3 separate regions of the Sus scrofa genome follow, and all the other regions are linked to region 1. Evidence: chromatin contacts called from public HiChIP or PLAC-seq data. All regions are on one chromosome and are shown on one strand. Each heading gives the region's core, a stretch centred on a gene start, on an enhancer-like site or on the middle of the called end of the contact. The rest is flanking DNA. Distances are from core to core; before and after follow the strand shown.

What was found. HiChIP or PLAC-seq counts read pairs in DNA pulled down with a chosen protein or histone mark.
Region 2: an H3K27ac HiChIP or PLAC-seq map of alveolar macrophages shows a contact between it and region 1. The contact joins two enhancer-like sites. A contact is called at or near these places in 2 of 47 Hi-C or Micro-C datasets (embryonic fibroblasts and liver) and 1 of 2 datasets of contacts at active chromatin or transcription factors (alveolar macrophages).
Region 3: a contact with region 1 is called in an H3K27ac HiChIP or PLAC-seq map of alveolar macrophages. The contact joins two enhancer-like sites. A contact is called at or near these places in 3 of 47 Hi-C or Micro-C datasets (embryonic fibroblasts, epiblast stem cells and liver) and 1 of 2 datasets of contacts at active chromatin or transcription factors (alveolar macrophages).

The regions. Positions count from the first base shown.
Region 1 is chr4:127,139,124-127,141,900 of Sscrofa11.1, forward strand. No RefSeq gene overlaps it. Among named protein-coding and RNA genes, the nearest start is that of LRRC8B, 3.9 kb to the left of the region's middle. Within about 2 kb of position 1,353, at least 1 of the 83 cell types and tissues checked has an H3K27ac peak or open chromatin away from gene starts, as enhancers often do. A contact at or near this core is called in alveolar macrophages, where this site is marked.
Region 2 is chr4:126,983,858-126,986,616 of Sscrofa11.1, forward strand. The region is part of intron 2 of LRRC8C (volume-regulated anion channel subunit LRRC8C); the gene reads right to left. Among named protein-coding and RNA genes, the nearest start is that of LRRC8C, 94 kb to the right of the region's middle. Within about 2 kb of position 1,459, at least 20 of the 83 cell types and tissues checked have an H3K27ac peak or open chromatin away from gene starts, as enhancers often do. A contact at or near this core is called in alveolar macrophages, where this site is marked.
Region 3 is chr4:126,958,561-126,961,260 of Sscrofa11.1, forward strand. It overlaps LRRC8C (volume-regulated anion channel subunit LRRC8C), which reads right to left. Exons shown (of 3, transcript XM_001929205.6): 3 at 1-2,700. Among named protein-coding and RNA genes, the nearest start is that of LRRC8D, 77 kb to the left of the region's middle. Within about 2 kb of position 1,286, at least 8 of the 83 cell types and tissues checked have an H3K27ac peak or open chromatin away from gene starts, as enhancers often do. A contact at or near this core is called in alveolar macrophages, where this site is marked.

The DNA.
Region 1 (2,777 bases), core at 103-2,602:
AATTCTCCTCCGTGGCAGCAAATGGATGTTTCTGTTGTTTCTTCTTCCTTTTGTTCCCCTTCATAGAAGCACCTGCCTACATCACAGGACAGACATGAAGGGCCTCAAATGCTGCTCTTAAAGAACTTGAATACTATGCCCATGATTCGGACCCATAAAGAAAAGAGGGTATTTAGTAACTGGAAATGATTGACACCGCAGGGTAGGCCTTATAATGAGAAATACAAATACTGTTTGGCTTTGTATGCCTGCGCCCAGTTTTTCTACTACATTGTAATTGAGAAAAAATGCTCAGTCCTTCGAGGAGTGTCTGAAATTCTGCAAGGGACTCTCATTTGTTTTCATCAAAGAAAATAGCTCAATTATTCCGATCAAAGAAAATTCTAAAAGACTCTGTCACTATTTCCACAGCCAAATTTGTTGAAGTCTGAGCTAGTACTTAAAAGACACAGACTCACAGACTTTGAACACAAGCTTGTGGTTACCAAAAGGGAGAAGGGGTTGGGGGGAGGACTGGGTGTTTGGGATTGGCACATGCCCACCGTTGTATATGGAGTGGGTGGTCAACAGGGACCCGCTGAATAGCACAGGGAACTCTACTTGATATTCTGTGATAAACCCATATGGGAAAAGAACCTGAAAAAGAATGGATGCGTGTTCATGGATCACTGAGTCACATTGCTGCACAGCAGACACAAGCACAACATTGTCAATCAACTACACTTCAATAAAATTTAAAAAAGGAAAAAAGTCCCATCGCAGATATTAAATATGTATTATGTGCCCAACAGTATATGGTAGACTCATGGGCAAGACTGAAATACATGAGGTGGTCACAGTGGATAAAGTCTTACGAAGAACAGGAAACTTTTTATTATTATTATTATTTTCTCTTTTTGCCTTTTCTAGGGCCGCTTCCCAGGGCACATGGAGGTTCCCAGGCTAGGGGTCTAATTGGAGCTGTAGCCACCAGCCTACACCAGAGCCACAGCAACGTGGGATCCGAGCCGCGTCTGCAACCTACACCACAGCTCATGGCAATGCTGGATCCTTAACCCACTGAGCAAGGCCAGGGATCGAACCCGCCACCTCATGGTTCCTAGTCAGATTTGTTAACCACTGTGCCACGACGGGAACTCCAGAAAAGGGAACTTTAAGTATTGAAAGGGAAGCAAAATCTAGAAAGACTAAATCCTATACCTTTACCTTATCTGTCCCAAATATTGTCTTAGAATAATCAATCCACCCTCATGGTTCCGTCAGTCTCTTTTCGGGAAGCTGAGAACCTCTCTAAGAAGCAGAAGTAGAAATGCTTTGTTACTGTAACCTCCTATTGAGTGGGAGAACTGACAGTGGCCGGGTCTTCACATTCATATGACATGGAAGATGACTATGAACAGCAGATGTGGCCAGTGACACAAGCAAAGCCACAACTAACAGAAATGAAAGCATCACTACAATTTTATCATCTGGTGGTTGAATTGCATGACCCACCTGAAATAATCAACTAATAACTAATTAATTCCTGAGGTTGGCAGGTTGCTTCTGGGCTGATTCTCTCAAAAAAAAGAAAACAAAAACAAAAAACTTTGAGTGACATCATCTTTAAACTATGCTCCATGTGGCTGCCTTGATTCGAGTTCAGTTTTCTCTGTCCTGAGAATTTTTATGATGAATGGAAGGCTATATTATCTAGTATTAACAGCTCTTTTCCAATTCAGTATTCTAAAATTATTTCTGATAATGAAAAAGCCTCTGTTTTCTTAAGTTAATTAAAACACTGAATGTCACAATGTATAAAAGAAAGCACTGGAGATCTGACAGAAGGGAGGGAGAATACCAACATAAATAGAATAATAATAATTCCTCATCCCAAAGATATGCACTTTAAAGAAAAAAAAAAAAAGTACTTTAGTGGAGAAGGTTTATCCAGATAGCAAATAGCATCTTCAAGGGGAGGTGAGCTTGGTGGGCCATGCAGGGTTGAAGGAGAATCGTGGGAACATAGGTTTGAGGAAGTTTGGGTGGCTCTTGTGTTTTTTTGTTTTTTGCTTTTTTGGCCACACCCTCAGCATAGGGGAATTCCTGGGCCAGGGATTAAATCCAAGCCACAGCTTTGACTTACACCACAGCTGCAGCAATGCCGCATTACCTAGGCAACTGTGCCCTGCCAGGGATCAAATCTGCTCCTCTGCAATGACCCAAGCCACTGCAGTCAGATTCTTAGCCCATTGTGCCACAGTGGGAACCCCAAATTCAGCTAGCTTTAAAGGTTCTAAATTTTAAAATTACTTTTAAATATTGTCTCAGCATCAGGGTTCAAGTTTGTTCATTCTTCCAAGATGTCAGCTTAGAAGAAAAGAACAAGAGCTAGATGGTGGCATATTCGTGGTTTCACATTCTCAGCAAGTTGGCCAGAGTCCCCCTGTATGACTGAGCATATTGCTACTGATAAGGAATCTTTATTTAATTTGGCCAAACACTTCGCCATGTATTCCAGACCTTTTCAATCATATGGTTGCAGAGGTTTAGCTTTCCTTGGGCCCCGGGAAAATTCTGAGATTGACCCCTGAGAATAAGCTCAGTGGTAAGTGTTCCAGGATGAGCAGGACATTGCACATGTTTTTGGAAAAAGGTAGCGCGACTAGAACACGGAATTTGGCAGGGTTGGCTTGGCTTTTCTGCATGCGTTGATCCTTTATCGTGGTCCTGGCACGAAATACTCCTGCTTAGTTACTCTGTGTTCCCACCACCTCCTGTGCTAGTTGCCCTCTCTG
Region 2 (2,759 bases), core at 209-2,708, 160 kb before region 1:
TGCCATTTGGAGTGGTTTCTTTTCTTTTTTTCTTTCCCCTTCCTTCCTTCCTTCCTTCTCTCTTTCTTTTGCTTTTTAGGACCGCACTTGTGGCATATGGAGGTTCCCAGGCTAGGGGTTCAAATAAGAGCTACAGCTGCAGCCTACGCCACAGCCACAGTGATGCCAGATCTGAGCTGCGTGTGTGACCTACACCACAGCTCACGGCAATGCCAGATCCTTAACCCCCTGAGCAAGGCCAGGGATTGAACCGCATCCTCATGGTTCCTGGTCAGATCTGGTTCCTCTGCGCCACGACAGGAACTCCACTAGAGACTTTCAGACATGGGTTTTGGTCATTTTACAACACAGGATCCACAAGAGTAACTAAACACACAATAAATGTCCTTTGCTTCCTATGAGAAAAAAACCCAACACTCTGTCAGTGCTTTGTCATTCGGGGGAAACGAGGGCTTGCTAAGCAACTAACAGGCAGCAGGATCATAACAATCCAGGGGGGAGACGGAAGGAAACGCTGCCCCTTCGAGGACCAGCATTGGCTGGCATGAGATCATCGAAGAAAAGCATTTAGATTCATGCCCTGTGTTAAACCCGGAGAGAAGGGGGAAGTTACTCATATATTATCCTCGGGGCCAGGAACTCACTGCACATTAAGTTGTCAAGGGGATAGATGGCAAGAAATAAAGTTCTAGGGGGAGAAAAAACAGTATCAGTTTGAATAAACCACCACCACAAGGAAGTCCTAACTCAGGCACATTTTCTGTGACTAGATGTCAACGGATTTTGAAAGAGGGGTTTGCTCGCAGCACCCACCCCCTTCTCTCCAGGGATGGGAAAGGTTGCTCTTCAACATTATTGTCACCACCAGACGGTTTCTGTGTCACGTTCGCCCGAGCCTGCAGTAGGATGGGCAGGTCCTGGGTACACAGGAATGTCATGAAACTTATCTTAGACGAGGTCTTCGTTTTACGCCTACCCGTTGGTGCTGTATCTCTTATTTCATCAGGATTCTCCATTTTACCTTCAACAGCAGGCTGATCTAAGTAGGAATTTTTGCGTCTCCATCTGTAAATTCACATTTGGCCAAAGAAAAAGACTAACTCGAGATCCCGGGTAGCATGGGACCAAGGACTGGGGGAGAGAGCCAGAAGCTGGACTTCAGGGCACATTATCAGCATGAACAACTCAGAAATCACTAGAGAGCCTATCATTTTTCCCACCTCTGCTTTTCAGGGAACCCTGGGTGCACTGTCACCGGAAGGCCATTTGCTCCGGCGTTGATGCTGGTGGTTCCGAGTCAGAGAAGCAGTTCAGAATGTACCCAAAGTAAGAGTTGGGATCACTCCAAGCAACGCGCTTGCAAGTCCCAAGCTCTCCCCCAGAGCGACCCTGCCAGCCGGCGTCCTCCTGCTGACTGGCTTAGGCCACAAGGATCTTTTGTTGGTGGTTTCGAGTCGTTGACATCCTTCTCCTGGCTTCCTCCTCCCTCTGATTCAGAAAGCAGGAAGCGTCTTTCCTGTGGGGTGGCTGCAGAGCGGTCCCCGGGGCTTCTTGTTTCTCGCTGCTCCCTCTATATTTGGTAACGGCCTGAATGTGGGCTGCTTTGGCTTCGGTCACAATAGGATAACCTGGCATCATGGAGCAGAGACCTAAAGCAATCTTAGGTTTCCAGGAAGTAGCATGTTGACCTTTCAGGATTTGGTCTATTTTAGTGAGTGTGTTGCGTTTCGAATCGTGTTGTTTATAACGCAAGGTTACGTGTTTACAGTCTCGGTCCTTGAGGGGTGTGACTGCACAGAGAGAGGATGCGCAGCTCTCCGCTTGGCAGTGTGTTTCTGTTTGTTTCTTGTGTGGACCAATGTAATGGAAGGAGTGCTCGCGTGCGTGCGCCGCTTACTCGGGGCAGCCTTGGAAAGAGCTGCGTGCTGGGAAATGAATAAATATTCGTCCGATGAGTAAGACGAGGGTTGATTTTAATCCTTTCACATCAGGGCAAGAAAGAATCAGCAGCCCATTGATAGAGAATACCTCCCCCCTCCCCCAGCGTTTTCATAATCCCGACCCTACATGCACAGAGTCTTTTAGAATAGAGAATGCACTATCATCTGCCGTGGGCACAAGCCATTTATAAGGCCATCAGAAGCTACCCGATCACTCTGCTAGCACCACTACGCCTCCTCAGATTCGGCTTTGCCACGTGCTCAAGCCGCAAGACTTAATTAACTTGTTCTGCAGATAAAATCAGAGAGAGTGACTGCACTTTCACTTCACAAAGGGAAGATCGAGGCATACACATTTTCTTCTGATTATTGTACTATCAGCTTGGAAATGAGAAGGGATTTTGAGCTTGGCAGAGACCTTTTGTTTTTGACGTTATCAGTCGTTAAGCCAGTTTCACAGGATTATCCCAACGGAGCTCAAACCGGAGCTTCAAGTCTCCCCTCTGACCATTTCACGCCCTTGTAACGTGGATACTGGTGGTTTTACTTCTTTAACTCATACCTTATTCCTGTGTCTTTACTGCTTACTCTAGGCTGGGAGTTATTATTTAATACAGTGAGCAATCTTTTAGAGAAACCTAAGCTGTAATTCAGAAAAGTCATTCTTTTGTAACTTTCTATTTCCCTTTTCGTCATTTTGCACTTGATTTTATACGGAACATCCTGTTTACAAGCCAAGATATGGCCTGTGTGACTGTAATGATTCCATACCGTCACCCAGCAGGGTGCACAGGGGTGACAGCCACGTGCTGGAGGAAT
Region 3 (2,700 bases), core at 36-2,535, 180 kb before region 1:
CTCGTTTTCCGAGGTGTGGTCTTAGGCGAGTTCCACTGGGATGTACGTAGATGCTTTGTCTCAGCCAGACCATCACCAGGCAGTGGTCTGTTCTACACGTCACCATTAGAACTGACCCCAAGGTATACTCGCCATGGGTGTCCAGGAGCCGTAGGATTTAAAGAGTTCATAGGATGCTTTTATATTTACATAAGCGGTTTCGCATGAATCTTATAGAAGGTGGATAAATAGAGCAAGTTGTCCCTTTTCAGCAAGAGCACTTGTAAGACATGAAAGGGATCAGGTGAAAAAATCCCTTTAACACTGAGTTGATTCATTAAAGAACTTTAGAAAAGTCAGCAGTTCATTTACCTGAGTTTCCCATTTAAAGGCTAAAGAGTAATTAAATGCTGTTTACTTAGGAATGTGAACAAAAAATATACAATATTAAAAGGGCCAGAGTCAGAAAACCTCGACTCAAGATGAAGTCTGAGTATTCTGGATTTTTATAAAATCTAATAGAAACATCTATGAAGTTTCCTTCCTAGTTAAAACATGAAGTCAGAACTCTAGTGATTTATTGGACGTTATTTAGAACTTAGGTTGGGGGTCAGCCTGTGAATAATGAAGAAAGTAAATCAAATTCTTTTGGCATGTTGAGTAAATTGTCACAAAGACCTAACTGCTAGTGACAACTTCAGTTATGAACCCATATGAGATTCTGAGTTGACACCAGATAAAGACTTGAGCATAAATATGATTTTTAACCTGAATAGATCCCTTTTTTAAGGGGATATAGAAAACAACTATAAATGTTATCCAGAAAAATAGTGCACCCAGTGTTTCACCAGTAGTTATCCAAGCTCACCTCTGGAGAGGGGTATTCTTGTCATGCTCAGCCACTGACAGTCTTTCAGGTTTTGGTTGGTCTGTTTGTTTCAAACAGGTAGGGCTATAAATACAGCACATCGGTCATGATCAAGATCTAACAACATTCTAGAATTGAAGATTTTTGTCCTATGAGAAATAACCATGTTGCTATTTTAAACATATTGTTTCAGTTCCAGGTTGAAATAAACACACAGCGATAGGGTATCACCTTTTAACACTTGACCACAGAGCAGAAACAGCAAAGCACTTTGGTCTACGTGATTCAATTTTTACATAAACGAAAAGCATCTCTTTCTCAAATCTTTTACCCCATGATGTATCATAGCATTTAAAACACAACTGAAGTACGGAGAGCTGCTGAGCAGTCCCTACAGCTGTGTTCCACGTATGACTCAAAGTCGCTTTACGCAAAAAAGCCACCAGGATTGAGAAGTAAATGTACAAGCAGCATTTTGAAACCCCAAACCACTTCCCTGCTTTTTCTGCTAGGTCACAAAACTTCCTTAGATCAGACCATGTGGAGTTGGAGCATAAAACCAAATTCCCGTGACAGGAGTATTGGTCTGGATCGAGGGCACAGGTAGTGCTTTTCATTTTCCTGTTCCACACAGCTTAAGAGTCAGTGAAAACAATTTGCCCAAGACCCATATACCATGTTGGATTTTTAAATAGAGAGAGGGAAATGAAACTTCTGCTGACCACCGGGCAAAAATTACTCCTAAGTGACATGTACTGAGCAATTTATTCACCCTTAAAAAAAAAAAAAAAAAAAAAAGGTAATAGAACCATTTTAGATGAGATACTTCTTTTAAGCCAAAGAGAGCTTCTGTGCTTTGCATCACTAGCATTTTCAGCACGGGCAGGCTCGAGCGAGCTCCATAAGTATATATACATAGAGGCCGATTATTTTGCGTGACAGGCAGACGTTGGGTACGTCACCACGCCACCCCGCGCAGGGGCACAGCACACCCAGCTCGTTCACGGAGTGCTTTAGCAGTGCATTTTTTCCATTAGATGTATTCAAATATCAAGATATCAAAGATGATCAAATTACTAAAAAACCAGGCTTCTAATTCTGATTTTTAAATTCAATTACTACTTTAATTAAAATAAAGCTAGTTTCTCTAAGGCGGGGCACCCGTTCCCACACAGCCATCCTGGTCTCAAAGGGGAAGAACCTCTGTCCTCCCTTTGCAAGGGGTACTTTTAAAATATCGGTAAACATGTAAATCAGTTAAATTATACATAACTATGCAAGGAAGCCGATGTTGGAAGATAATTATCTTTACTCACTGACAAATCCTTGCCTAAGGATAAACAGCTGTCAGGTATATCAAAGAATATAACGTATAAGGTTCTGTTGGCGGCAAGGGGGAAATTTGAAAATAAGAGTCTACGACAGGGCCCTTTTGTGAATTTACACTCTAGAGAAGGATTTTCTGTAGAATGAAGGACTTGGCCAATGGAAAAGGCAGCTGGCGTTAAAATAACTAGCATAGCTTCCTTGGAACACATACGATGAAAACAAATATAAGGACTCTGTATAGGTGTCAATGAGCTGAAAAGGACCTTGGCAAAATATCCTCATCTATCTAAAAAATACCAAAAAGCATGCAACGTAAAACTCCCTCCCTTTCGCAAGAAGGAACTGAAAAACAAAACCAAAACCAAAACAAACAAACAAAACCAAAACGACAACAAAACCCCCAGATGGAACCATCGGTTTCTGTCAGTAGCAAACAACAACAAGAGATACATTAGGTTCCAGCACAAATAAAACTTTAAAATATTAATACTGAAAAAATACAATTAAATTTTTATTAAAAAATA